Linked DNA regions of Sus scrofa: region 2 is linked to region 1. A link is a contact called in public promoter capture Hi-C data. All regions are on one chromosome and are shown on one strand. The core of a region is the stretch at or near the end of the contact, and the rest is flanking DNA. Distances in the headings are between cores, read along the strand shown.

The links. Promoter capture Hi-C pulls out the DNA fragments that hold promoters and counts their contacts.
Region 2: a contact with region 1 is called in a promoter capture Hi-C map of liver, with 3 times the contacts expected there. The contact joins the promoter of KPNB1 here to the promoter of PCGF2 in region 1. A contact is called at or near these places in 1 of 5 promoter capture datasets (liver) and 1 of 2 datasets of contacts at active chromatin or transcription factors (alveolar macrophages).

What each region holds. Positions count from the first base shown.
Region 1 is chr12:23,361,002-23,364,944 of Sscrofa11.1, reverse strand. It overlaps PCGF2 (polycomb group RING finger protein 2), which reads right to left and starts at 2,314. Exons shown (of 10, transcript XM_021067066.1): 1 at 2,049-2,314.
Region 2 is chr12:23,913,890-23,917,832 of Sscrofa11.1, reverse strand. KPNB1 (importin subunit beta-1) reads right to left here and starts at 2,050. Exons shown (of 22, transcript XM_003131528.6): 1 at 1,514-2,050; 2 at 1,353-1,411. The coding sequence starts at 1,553.

The DNA.
Region 1 (3,943 bases), core at 1,065-3,564:
CTGCCAGATACACACACACACACACACACACAGCCAGACACGCTCCCCTCCATTTCTCTCTCACGCTCACAACACACACAGGCCAGACAGACACTTGCTTGGCCAGACACACACAGACACGCCCCATCTCACACACACAGCCAGACCAGAGCCAGGTCCACACTCGCCAGATGCACAGGCCACCCCCACCCACCCTAGAAGCACACTGTCTGACATCCCTGCCTGAAACCAGAGCTGCAAACACACACTAACCTTTTGTGCATCCCGTGTCTACCCAGGGTAAATTATAACATAAGTCTTCCAGCAACAAAGGCTGTGCAGCTCCCAACCTCCACTCTGGGGGCCTGAGGCTGGAGGAGTGGGGAGGGCATCCAACCTGCACAAAGATGTAACCTCTTCCTATTCACGTTCTCTCCATTCCCATGGCAACAGCTCCATCAACCAAGATCTCCCAGGCAAGACCAGGAGCAGCAGACAGCAGCGCCGCGCCCCCACCCCACCAAAGACTTCAACTTGAACATCACCCAGCCACACTCCATCTGGATCCCAAGTCCCAAGTCTCACCTCAACCCTGTTTCCTGCCTCTTTCCAAAGACAGCTCTAAGCCCTCTACCCCCAACTCCAAACCAGGAAAGCCCCGGGAAAAACCTCCCACCAAAAAAGCTACAACAGAGCTGGCTTTATGCTCCTTCTCCAAGTACTGACACCTTGGAACAGAGTGGAGACGGGAAGAAGAGAAATGAGAGTTTCAGCAACAGAAACAAACTGCAAGAGGCCCAGAAAAGGAGGCATCAGAAAGAAACGGGAGACAATCAGGAGACACCCCCCTTCCCAACCCCACCCCAGACCCGGAGCCCTGGAGGGACGGAGGCATCGCGGCGGGGGTGGGGGTTCTCTGAGAGACAAAGACCAGAGCGGAGCGCGAGGAACCGCTTCCACAATATTTACAGGCAAATGCACCATTCCCAGGCCCCCCTCTTTCCCTACCTCAAGCCATCCGGAGCAATTCTGGGCAGACGGGGGCAGTGGGGGTGGGGGAGAGGCGTGCCTGGGCCCCCCGCGGAGACAGGAGGGGCAGGGGTGTCTGCTGGCCCAGGGGTCCCAGCCCCTCAGAACTAGAAGCAGGAGGGCCTAGGAGGGGAGGGAGCAGCCGGGCCCCAGCGTGGAAGAGGAGCCAGTCCGCCAGACCCCTCTGGCCTCTGCGGGCGATGGAAAACATCTCCCCCACCTCCCATCTACCCCTCCACCTCGGCTTCCCCAGGAGCCTAAGTCACAGGATCCGGGACCCCAGTTACTGGGTGGCCGCTCCTACCTTCCCTAGAGCCAAACTTTCGGCGGGGCCCAAGGAGGGGTGTTCCGGAGAAAGAGGCTCCTCCGAGGTGGTTCGGGGGGAGGGGGCGGGGCGCCTAGTCCGGGGATGAGGGGGGGGGAAAGGGACCAGCTGGGGGAGGTGCCGAGAGGACCGAAGCCCCGCGGGGAAGAGCGCCCTCCCCCGGCCCCGCAGCCATCGAAAAGCTCGTCCCCTTCTTCCCCGCGTCAAGTCCTCGCGCGTCCACGACGCCCCAGCGCCCACGGAAGAAGCCGAGAACGGCCCCCTCCCCAGAAAGGGGTCGTGGGGGAGAGCCAGGGGCTGCTCCGGCTCATGGGGAGGGCTGGAGGGGCTGAGATCCGCCCCAGCGCGGAGCCCCGAAGCCCCTGTGGCTGCCTCGGACCCTTCCCCTCGCTACCTCGGGTGCAGGGTCTAGGGGGGCTGCGGCACAAAGAGGTGGTGGTCGACGGAGACGCCAAATCATTAAAAGGGGGAATCCACTTCGGCCATCTTGGAAGGGAGGAAAAGGAAAAGGGGAGAGAAAAACGGGAGAAAGAAAGGCGGACGGGGCGAGCTAGGAGAGGGGCCGGCGGGGGTGGGGCGGAGACCAGAGACCAGGCCCGGCTCAGAGCCTCCCCCACCCGGGTTTGCAAAGGAGGAGAGACCGGCCCCGAGTCCCAGTCCGCAGATGGTTACCGGGGAGAAGAAGGAGAGGAGAGGGGAGTCTGCGTCCTCTTACCTGGGTTCAGGGTCCGGTGGGTCCCGGGGAGGGGGGGATGGGAGGGAGGGAGGGAAGGGAGGGGAGGGGGGGCCGCAGCCGTGTCGCTCGCTCGGGCGGCGGGAGGGGAGAAACACACGGTAAGAAAGGAGTTTGTGAAAGCGGCTCGGGGTGGGAGGGAGAGAGGGGAGGGGAGGGGACGGAGGGGGGAGGGGAGGGACTGGGGCTCGGAAGGGGGGGGAGACAAAATGGCTTTTTTCCTCCCGACTAGAGTAGGTCCCGCCCACTACTCACCCACGTGACCTCATTCCTTCAGGGTGTTTGCGGAGCGGGGAGGAGGGGGTAAGGCTACCGCGGCTGCCCCCCCACCCCCGGGTGCCGGGCCCCCCAAAACTAGGACACGACCTCAGCCTTCCCCATCTGCCCCTGACCCTGGAGGATGACTCCTCTTCTGTGTTACCCGCCTCAACCAACCCCTGCCTTCAAAATGTGGGTGCCCCCCACCCTCTGACCCTGCGATCCTCGCCCCTAGCTGGGGCGCCTGGAAAATGGTGAGATGAGGATTGGGCTGAAATGTGGCTCGCTCTGCAGTCCTCCACGCCTCGGCCTCGACCAAAAGGCACGGTGCTCGGGCTGGGGACACGACGCCCCTGGCCACGCGTCCAGATTATTTTCATTCACTCTAAGTGACACTCCCTTGAAATTAATAACTGCATGGGTGAGGGCGACCGTCTCCTCCCCACCCCCTACGTCCCCTCCGCGACGGATGGCCCGCTCGAAAACGCTGAGCCCGGGACCCACCCCGAGGGAGAAAACCGACGAGGCGGGGACAGAGGCAGAGGCCTCAGGCGGGGGGACGTCTAGCGGCTGGGGCTCGGGTTGCTGAGATGGAGGCTGGAGCCCCCGGTGTGCTTGGACGAAGAAAGGAAGGTAACCCGGGCCGGGAGATAAACAGAAGACTGCACAGCTCTGGCTCCGGGACCGGGACACGATAACGGGCTGAAGGCAAGAGGCCCGAATCCGAGTGCACTAGAAAACGAGGCGCGGGGCCTCGGAAGTGGGCCCGCGCTTTTTCCTGCTAGGTACTGATTCCCGCATTTTTCGCCCGCGCGCGGATCGCGTTCCTCGCTTTGCATAGTTGGTGCGCCTCGCTCGCCCTGGCAGCGGGAGGAGCCCGGTGAGCGCAAAGGCGGCTGGTATTCGCCGACTCCGACCGTCGCTCCGGGCTCCACCTCGCGCTCGAGCTCCGGTCTCCGGTGGCTCCTGCCTGGAGGAGAGAACGAAGGGGAAGCTTGGAAAACCTGGGAGCAGCAGCAGAGGCCAGCGCCAGGGAAGCCGATTGGTACTATGTTATTGGAGACTACAGTGGGCCTGCTTCATTACAACTGTCGATTCGCTTATTCCTTATTCAGAATTTATTAGGGAGGGTCTTTATGTCAGTCGCTACAAAGAGCTCGATTATCCGTCCAGAAGCGCCATTAAGCTCACTGGCGGTGGGTGGCTCGAGTTAGGAAATTAGGAAACGAATCTTGAACAAGCATCGGACCGCCTGCCTCCTCCTTCTACCCTCCTCGCTCGCAGCCCAGGCAGATCCAAAGCTGGGGACTCCGGACTGAATGCTTTCACCCTTTGGCTGGCGACCAGGAAATCTGCGGACCCTGGCCGCCCAGTGACCCCAGCTTCAGCCTTTGGCCCACGCCCGGCGAGTTGGGGCGGGGTGGGGGGAGAGGAAGGACGGGAGAGATTTCCGCCCAGAGCGGGTGGTCTGAGAACCCGCCCGAACAGGGCCAGGGGAGGATTCGGTCACCTGCTCCCTTGTCCTTGGGTGCCGAGACCGGGAGTCCGCCACCCTTCATGGAAAGCGGGCTCTTGGCGTGGGCATGCTCACGGGTCCCTGGGGCAAGTGTGCTGCAGGC
Region 2 (3,943 bases), core at 801-3,300, 550 kb before region 1:
AACACACATTCTTCTTCCCCACAAAAAGCTCTCTCCAATGGAAAAGCTAACAGGAAAAACCAAAAGCAGATAGTTTCTTACCACTAACAAGTTCTGCAGTTACAGCGGAAGATAATTCTTAAGTTTTATTAATTAGGTACCACTAAAGAATGTTAAGAATGATGGGAATAAGATAAAATGCTAGGAATAAGATGAAAGCCGTCTTACTTTAGCAAAAGCAGAAACAGGAATACACATTAAACGGAAATATGGGTCTATGCTAGTAGATAAAAATCTTTTCTATGGAAAGCTAAGTATAAAAAGGTTGATGGTAAAAACCAGAACGTGTAAGGGGGAAAAAAAAATCCAAGACAATTCAAAGGCAGTTTGTAGAAAATAAAAAAACGCCTTGTCACTTTTTTTTTTGGCTTGCCTAGATAACACAAAAGAACACATTTGGTTACAGTGTTATTTAGATCTATTACCTATTACCTTTAAGAGACGTATTATCCACCGTTCTCTTTGCTCCCCACCCCCCAACAGGAGGAGGGAATCCAAGGAGAAATATTACTGGCACATAGGCTGTTTCAGTCAATCCATCTCTCGATTTTATACAGAGGTCCAGTCTCTAGTGGACTTAACACTCATTTTTTTTCTGTACCCCCTAAATTTGAAACCATGAAAAACGAGGAACTTTCCTCTATGATTTCCTCTGGAAACAGGCCCGATCTCAAGGATAAGCCTCAGCCTGTTATCTGGGTGCAGATGAAGTCTCTATTGATCGGGGCCGGGGGAAAAAATTCCCCTGGAGAGGAATAACCCGTCAAGAAAGGGAAAAACATTGCCGGAATGGGTAAAAAGGGATTTGGGTGCAGGCCTGGCCAGGAGCACAGACCAAGGGAGAAGGGAATGGGTAGGGCTCTGGGAAGTAGGTGGAGAGAATCATAGGGGTCACAGGACAGGAAGGAGGAGGAGGCCGGGGTCCGAACTGGACGGGCAGCGGGGCTCGGAGCTTCCACATGGCCCCTAGGCCCGGCTCCCCCACCCCCACCCTTGCTGAACACGCAGCGCCGCGCAACCTAACTTCCCTTCCCTCGCTCTTTCTCCCTCCTGCTGCACCGCCGCCCTCAGGCCGCGCGGCGATTGGGCGGCAGTCACCCCGGCGCGCCGCGCCATTGGCCAGGTGCCGGGGCCCGGGGCGGGACACACCCACCGGCTTCCCGACGGAGGGGTTAGGTTGGACCGGGGGAGGGGGAGGGGGACGGGATGGGGCGGGGTGGGTTCCCGAGGCCTGGGCCTCCAGGAGGGCGGGAAGGCCCGCACGCAGGGGATGGGGAGACGGGCGGGATGGGGGACGGCGGGGTGGCACGCACCAGGTTCTCCACGGCCGCACGCTCCAGGAACTTCTGCGCCGCTTCCAGTTCCAGCCGATCTGGGGGGAAGGAAAGTGGGAAAAGGGACAGGTCAGAGGGGCCAGGGCTTCCCCTCCCCCCACCCAATCACCTCAGCCCGACCCCCGGCCCCCGCGTCCTACCGGGAGACACGGTCTTCTCGAGGATGGTGATCAGCTCCATGGCGGAGGTGGTGGCGGCGACTCCTCTTAAGACTGCTGTCCGGCCTCTCGGGCGGCGGCTCCAACTGGGGATGGGGGTTGGGGGTCGGGTGGGAAGGGAGGGTGGGGTGGGGGGCGGGGGTCACCACAATCCCATTCACTGGCTCCCTCTTGGTAGTCGCTCCAGCTCCCTTTCCTTCCTCCTTTCCTTCCTTCCTCCCTCCTAATTTGCTGCTGGCGGCGGCAGCAGCTGCTCCTCTGGCGGCGGGGGAGGGACCCCGGGGGCAGCTTTGAGCGCGGCTGGTGCTCGGGTGGCGGAGGGAGAAAGAAGGGAAGGGAGGCGGTAAGTGAACGGCGGCTCGCAGGGAGGGAGAGAGAGGGAGGGAGGAAGGCGGAGGGATATTCGGGCCGGACCTCTCCGCGGCGGCACCGCGCTCCATGTCGATTGGCCACTGCCGTGGCCACGCGGAATCCCCAATTGGCCAGGCGGTTAGCATTGAAGGGCCGCCCTGCGCCCATTCGCCGGCTGGTTTCAAGGCCCGGGTTGGCTGGGCGGGCAGTGGGATGGAGCGCGTGGATTGGCCGAGGGGAGGGAGGTTGGGGTGGGGCAGGCCAGAGCCGGCCGCTGATTGGGTTGGCCTGGTAAAGGCCTTCAGCTCAGGCCGGCTGGGCGCCGAGAGGAGGGTGGACCGAAGGTAAGACTGTAGGCCCGCGTGATTGGCTGGGCTATTAGACGTTGATAGGATAGGGCACCCGGGAGAACTGGGGAGAAGAGTTCGGGGTCGGGGCCGCGGAAAGGCGGGAGGTGCCCCACTGCTTTAGAAGCCCAGCGCGGGGCACGATGGGACGCCCCCGGGAAGGGGCGGAGCCGTGTCCGGGTTGAGGTTGGGAAGCGCCGTCACTCGGAGGGGCGTGTTAAAGAGGGTTTCGCGGGCTCGAGCGGGGGAGGGGGGACCGTTAAAACTGCACCGCACCCACAGGAAGCTGCTTTAATGGCTAGGCCTACTTGGTACCAGACTCTTGGTTGGGAAGGACCTTGAAGACCATGCCGTTCAACTTCCAGTTTGCAGATGTGGAAACTGAAGGCCAGAGAGGGTATGCGACTTGTCCAAGGTTACTCAGCCAGTTAGTGGCCTGGTTGGGACTGGACTCAAGCACTCCAGACTACCGTGGCTTTTACACGCAGCACCTCCAAGGGGGTGAATGCAAAAGCAGTCCCTTTGGACATATGTATAGTTTGAGGCCTGTGCTGTTGTGAGACGTAACACGTGGGGTGGACACTTGGATTCCCCTTAAACCCTCATCCATAAGCTCTCGGGTACTTGAAGGAATAGAAATGTTTCACCCTGGAAGGTACCTTTTCTATAAAGGCACAACCGTGTACCAGAGAAAATGTGTGTACAGCCCTAAAAGATCGCCTTTTTTTAGTTATAAGCCCTGAGACAAACTAATGAAAGCCTTTCCTTAGCAAAATGTGCATACAATTTCTGGACTTCCCTTTAGATTGGGAATGGGCTCCAGGTGAAGAAGTTGCTGAATGGTTACATTTTCACCATATTGACCTAGGGTTAATAGAATGTAGCTAGCTGACAGATCTCTTCTCTGCATTAGCTCGAGCTTCTGAAATAATTGCCCTACTCTAGCCATACTGGGAAAACCTAAGAGCAACTCTGGCCTTGCTGTGAAGTTCCAACTAAAAATTAGGAAAGGCTGGCCAGCTACCTTTAATCCTTGAAAGAAAAGAAAAGAAAAAAAGACATTTTTCTCTATCAGAAATATCTGAGTTCTGGAGTTCCCGTCGTGGTGCAGAGGTTAACGAATCCGACTAGGAACCATGAGGTTGCGGGTTCGGTCCCTGCCCTTGCTCAGTGGGTTAAGGATCCGGCGTTGCCGTGAGCTGTGGTGTAGGTTGCAGACGCGGCTCGGATCCCGCGTTGCTGTGGCTCTGGCATAGGCCAGTGGCTACAGCTCCGATTAGACCCCTAGCTTGGGAACCTCCATATGCCGCGGGAGCGGCCCAAAGAAATAACAAAAAGCCAAAAAAAAAAAAAAGAAATATCTGAGTTCTGAAGCTGCAAGTGTGGGGACACTATTCCTTGCTCGTCCTGTGCCTGCTTGATTTCCCATGACTTAGCTGTCCTCCAAACCTCAGCCTTTTGCTTCACCTTTCAGCTGAGGAAGAACTGCCCTCTGTGTGTGATTTTATTACGAATCAACCAAGTTTAAGTGAGATGACATTCTTGAAAATCTCTGAATTGCCTTGATGAGGATTTCCCATACTACAAATGCTCCACAGTTCTGTTTCACTCCAAGACAGCTTTCTCCTGTCCTCTTACCAATTTGTTGAGCTACCTCCTCTGCTCACCATCAGTCATGATACTACCATTGATGGCAAGTGGATTTTTAAAGTAG